Linked DNA regions of Mus musculus: region 1 is linked to region 2. Evidence: chromatin contacts called from public HiChIP or PLAC-seq data. All regions are on one chromosome and are shown on one strand. The core of a region is the stretch at or near the end of the contact, and the rest is flanking DNA. Distances in the headings are between cores, read along the strand shown.

What was found. HiChIP or PLAC-seq counts read pairs in DNA pulled down with a chosen protein or histone mark.
Region 1: an H3K27ac HiChIP or PLAC-seq map of hepatocytes shows a contact between it and region 2, with 4 times the contacts expected there. The contact joins two enhancer-like sites. A contact is called at or near these places in 5 of 484 Hi-C or Micro-C datasets (liver and reprogramming fibroblasts), 7 of 115 datasets of contacts at active chromatin or transcription factors (differentiating embryonic stem cells, embryonic stem cells, fibro-adipogenic progenitors and 3 more) and 1 of 9 other capture datasets (embryonic stem cells).

The regions. Positions count from the first base shown.
Region 1 is chr2:72,902,294-72,904,993 of GRCm38.p6, reverse strand. No RefSeq gene overlaps it. Among named protein-coding and RNA genes, the nearest start is that of Gm39849, 42 kb to the right of the region's middle. Within about 2 kb of position 1,448, at least 9 of the 459 cell types and tissues checked have an H3K27ac peak or open chromatin away from gene starts, as enhancers often do. A contact at or near this core is called in hepatocytes, where this site is marked.
Region 2 is chr2:72,751,375-72,754,074 of GRCm38.p6, reverse strand. The region is part of intron 4 of 6430710C18Rik (RIKEN cDNA 6430710C18 gene); the gene reads left to right. Among named protein-coding and RNA genes, the nearest start is that of Gm46747, 10 kb to the left of the region's middle. Within about 2 kb of position 1,299, at least 47 of the 459 cell types and tissues checked have an H3K27ac peak or open chromatin away from gene starts, as enhancers often do. A contact at or near this core is called in hepatocytes, where this site is marked.

The sequences.
Region 1 (2,700 bases), core at 199-2,698, 150 kb before region 2:
CACACACACACACACACACACACACACACAAATTAATTTTCTTGAGACAGGGTTTCTTTCTCTGTGTAACCCTAGCTGCCCTGGAATTCATTCTGTAGACCAGGCTGACCTTGAACACAGATATCCACCTGCCTCTGCCTCCTGAATGCTAGGATTGCTCAGCTGACAACAACATTCTTTTTTTTTTTTTAAGATTTATTTATTTATTCTATATATGTAATGTACACTGTAGCTGTCTTTAGATGCTCCAGAAGAGGGTCAGGTCTTGTTACGGATGGTTGCAAGCCACCATGTGAAGAACAGTTGGTGCTCTCCCCGCTGAGCCATCTCTCCAGCCCGACAAGCAACATTTTTTTTTGTTGTTGTTGTTTTCTTTTTTGTTTGTTTGTTTGTTGTTTTTTGAGACAGGGTTTTTCTGTGTAGCCCTGGCTGTCCTGGAACTCACTCTGTAGACCAGGCTGACCTCGAACTCAGAAATCTGCCTGCCTCTGCTTCCCAAGTGCTGTGATTAAAAGCCTTTGCCACCACGCCCAGCGACAAGCATCAATCTAAGAGAGGTGTGTATGTATATGTGACGTATAAAGGGCCATGAGTCTCGTGGCTCAGCATTACTGGGCTGCATACTTTTCCTTCATCTCACTAGACACTCTCCCACTGAAAACCCAGATTGCTACCCAACCTCCAGCCTTTCGGGCTCACAGGGCAGGGCAGAGCCTGAGAATTTTCATCACACAGGATATTGCTGCTGGTGGTCCAAGGCCCAGGAGGTGAGAGGCACTGCCTTAAACACTGCTGCTTCCTACCACCTCCCTCCCCATGTCCCAGCCTCACTTGTTAGAAACTAAAATTCATGAGTTACCACCTTAGTCGACCCTTCTAGGGGAGGGACCTGGACATAGTTTCATCAGCTAGCAGGATTCTTATCCTCGGGGCATTTAGAAAGGATCTCAGAATTATACAAAGCCCCACAGCCTGTGCGAGAGTAACGGATACCTTAGTTCAGAATTGTTAATGGGTTAGCTAGTAGTTGGGGGAAACAAAGTGAACGCAGACTGAAAAATGTTCTTTTGACTGAATATTGTTCTTTTCTCATTACACGGAACTTTCCTTTCTCTTTTTCAACCTAAATTAGCCTTTAGGACATTATTGCTGGCCTCTTGCTTACTTAGATAATGCGAAATGAAAGTTTAAACCTCTTAGTGGGTTTTGTTTTGGGCTCTAGAAGTGAACAGCAGGTCTATTCCATAAACTGAGAAAGATAAGCAGGACTGAGCAAAGTAGAAATTAATGATAAAAAATGGATTGGTCATTTTCCTGTTCATCCTTCTTTTCCTCCCCCCCCCCCCCCCCGCCCTCTGCTGTTTTCCCTTAAGGCCACTCAACAGCTCATTTATGGTTGGTTCGTTTGATAATGTGAGGCCTTGGCATCAGTGACCCCATTGTGACTTTTAGTCTCGTCTATTGGACCTTAGTACACAGAGCTCAGTCCAAAACAGTGACTCCTGAACTTGTTAACAAAACAGTATTTCTTGCGCGTGCCCGACTCGACCAGCAAGAACAACGCTGCAACAGGATCCTTCTGCACACGTTTATTGGGAGAGCTTGATTGCAGAGGCAAAGAGACCCCGAGCCCAGAACTGGTGCTGCTTAGGAGAGGCGTGTCTCACACCCGGATTGGTTATGCACTATGCCTCATTTGCATGTTCCTCATCTGATTGGCTACTCTCTCTCAGTACCTCACAGAACCTCATTAACATACCTCATTTGCATGCCTCACAACTGATTGGTTATATTCTCAGTACCTCATTAACATGCCCGGGCCAGGCAGTGACTTGGCAAAAAGCTTTACTGCATATGTACACATTGGTTGTTTGTCCAAACTTATGCGTGGTGGCCAGCAGTAGCCAGCGCCACTCTGCAACGGCACATGTGGCTTCCCACAAGTATTATAGAGCTTGCTCTTTTCAAATATATAAATGATCTCATCTTATTTCTAACCCTACTAAATAGATTATTTGAGGTCTGGAGAAGAATTTAAAATTGAAAAGCTAAATACAGACACCTCAGTATTTTCTGGTTTAAAATAGTACATGCTTTTGGGGCTTGCCTTCTAGGAATTTGGAAATGTTGGAATTTGGATCAATGTTCCAACTATGGAATCTATTTCTTTCTCAACCAGGATGTTTTTCTTCTGTAGAGGGATGGTTTGTGTCAAATCATCTGCAAGAAGGGGACTTCAGTTGAGATAATGCTTCCATAAGATCAGGCAGTAGGCAAGCATGCTGGGCTGACCAAGCCAGCTCAGCCAACTGGGACGAGGGAGGGAGTGAGGACTGAAAAGAGAAAGACGATTAGAGAACACTGTAACATGACTCCAACCTGTGCTGAAGCAGAAGCAGAAGCAGGTTTATTTTGTCCAGTCTGCTTTTATACTAAGGATGTGCAAAGAATAAGGTAAGAACTAGGTCAAGGAACAAACAAGGCAATAAACAAAAACAGTCAAGGAACAAACAAGGCAATGAACAAAGTCCTGTGGTATTCAGGGACTTATCAAGATAGTCAAGAACTTGAGCCTACTTCCTTGTCTTAGCCCAATGTCAAATTCTTGCCTGAGCCTACTTCCTTGTCCTGGCCCAATGTCAAGTTCTTGCCAAATTCCTAGAAGGCAGGTCCCAAAAGCTCTCCACGTTGAACATTTTC
Region 2 (2,700 bases), core at 50-2,549:
AAGCAGTCCTCTGACCTCTGTACTTTCTCTGTGTCACCTAAGCACACCCTTCCCAAATAAGTGAAGTGATAAAAAACATAAGGCCTCATCCTTTGGACCAGAGTCCAGTATGATAAGAAGCCTTCTCAAGAAGGCTACGTCTGTGCAATACTAGGAGAAAGGGCCATGCATAGCTACCCGTGTGGTGTGGCTTGTTTATTCTGAAGAGTTTTGAAGGGGAAAAAAAATCTATTCTATCACCATTATGTTCAGAATTATTTATTTTTCAATTACAAAATAATGACAATAAAAATACCACATCAACTAGCTGTTCCTAGCATATGCACTTAAAGGAGAGACATGGCGGCAAAGGTGGGGTGCTAAGCATGAAAATGAGCACCCCTTGAACCTTGACTGAGCTCCACAGGTTCACAAAGTAACAAATTCTTTAGCAATAGGCACACTGCATCTGTCCCGGCCAGTTTTACATCAGTTTGAAACTGTATAGAGACATCTGAAAGGAGGGAACCTCGATTGAGAAAATGTCTCCATAAGGTCAGGCTGTGGGTCAGACTGTAGAGCATTTTCTAAATTAGTGATTGGTAGGGGAAGGCCCAGCCCATTGTGGGTGGTGCCACCTTTGGGCTTTTAGTCCTGGATTCTATAAGAAAGCAAGCTGAGCAAGCCAGGCAGAGCAAGTCAGTAAGCAGCACCCATCTATGGCTTTTGCTTCAGCTCTTGCCTCTTGCTTGAGTTCCTGTCCTGGCTTCCTTCATTGATAGACTACAATGTGGAAATGTGAGCCAAATAAGCCCTCTCCTCTCTAATTTGTTTTTTGATCATGGTGTTTCGTTGTACCATGTTTTATATTGAAAAGCGTTTAAATTAGAGCATCTCTCCATCCATTAATCGCAGTGTGTGTGTTATATACCCCAAACAGTCTTATCAAGATGTCCCTGCTTTCGTTGGCATATCTGCAGCAGCCAGGGCTTGCTATTCCTTCTCATAAAGGCTCACTACATTTTACCACACAGAAGTAATTTGATAGTGTTGGTGATTCCAGGAATTGAGATTTCATGAGAAATTGTTGGCAAGGGGCCTTTTGCTTTCTGGGATGTTTGCCAGGAAGTTTATCTGTGTCTGTCTTCACAGACTTTGTTGACAATCGCCTTCTTAGCAGGTGACAGGTGTGACCTTTGATCCCTACCTTTCATCGCATTTATTTTAAAACTCCTTATCTTATCCATGACCCTGCAGTAAACTTCAAACAGGTCTGACTGCAAGGAGTAAGCTTTGGCTGGAACCTGTCAGCTGGGCTTACTGGACCAGGTGCTGCCTACACTATGTATTGTCTTCTCAGAAACCCCAGGGAAATGGGCTGTGGCCTCTTCCTGAGTACAGGGATGTGAACAGGAAGTAGATCTCTCTCCTTGAGAACGGCAAAGGCCCATGAGTTTAGACTGGAAATCCACTGCTTTCCCCGCTGAGCAATCTTGGCAGGAGTTTTGTGGAGTCAGGGCAGAGTGACGGCAAGGATGGAAACAGGTCCTCTCTTTTGATTCTCCGTGAGTTTGAACCAGACTCTCTGCTCTGGTCTGAATCCTTTCTTTTTAAAAGGCAGAAAAGATAGCTATCTTAGTGGTTGTAGAGACTCAAAGGCCCTTAAAGACTATAATCTCTGTTAATGTGGAGTAAAATACTGAGCTGATATAGCATAGTGTCCCAGATGGAGTCAAAACCATAACTACAAACTGGAATCAGGGGTGTTCAGGCATTCTCAATGCACCCCATACGCTCTCTCTGGGTGCCCAGCCCTCCACAGGCAAAGGCTACTTCTCACAGAGATAGTGGGGTCTGGGATCCAGAGGCAGAAGGTTCGTTTGGAGGCTGACTTCACCACTCAAGAACTTTGTGAGCTTGTACAATACTTAACATTTTTCTACAGCAGATCCTTCACCTCTATCAAAAAGAGTATAATCTGACACGTGGTGACATATACCTACAGTCCTAGTTAGTACTCAGGAACCTGGGGGATGGGGGGGGCGGGGGGGGTGGATTTTGAGTTTGAGGCCAGCCTGAGCTTCACCATGAAACTGTCTCAAACAACAAAATCCCTATAAAACCAAATCCTGGGTATTGTATGAGTCCCAAAAGATGTTAGCTATTAAGTGCTTAGAACAGAGCCTAATACTCACCACGCAGCAAGCTGGCATTGCCTTTTCTTCTTCCATGATTGCTACTGACTGGTGGGGTGGGGTGGGGTGGGGTGGGGTGGGGTGGGGTGGGGTGGGATGGTCAGAGTTGGTGTGAACAAGGCTCATTTTACCTTACATTCTGGCTCTGTGAGTTCAGACTAGTCTTTTGTGTGTCTGTGCCTTCATTTCCTCCTCTGCCAAATGTAGTTAAAAATAGAACTGATCTCATAGGACTCTGTTGGCGATTTACTGAGGATCAATGGGAGACACCCTTAGCTGTTGCCTAATATTACCAGGATTTTGGTTGTGTTAAGTTAGGTCAGAGGGGAGGGGACTGGGAAGATGCCATCCTTTGAACCTCAGGGAATGGATAACACAGGCAGAGGACACAGGAATCATTTTGTTTTTTTAGACAAAGTGACAAAGACTGGAGAATAAACCTTCCCCACCATTGGAAGAACAAGGAGGGGCTTCTGTGTCTTAATACTGTACAGAATGCTCGGGTGGCGGGTGAAGCCAGAGGTCA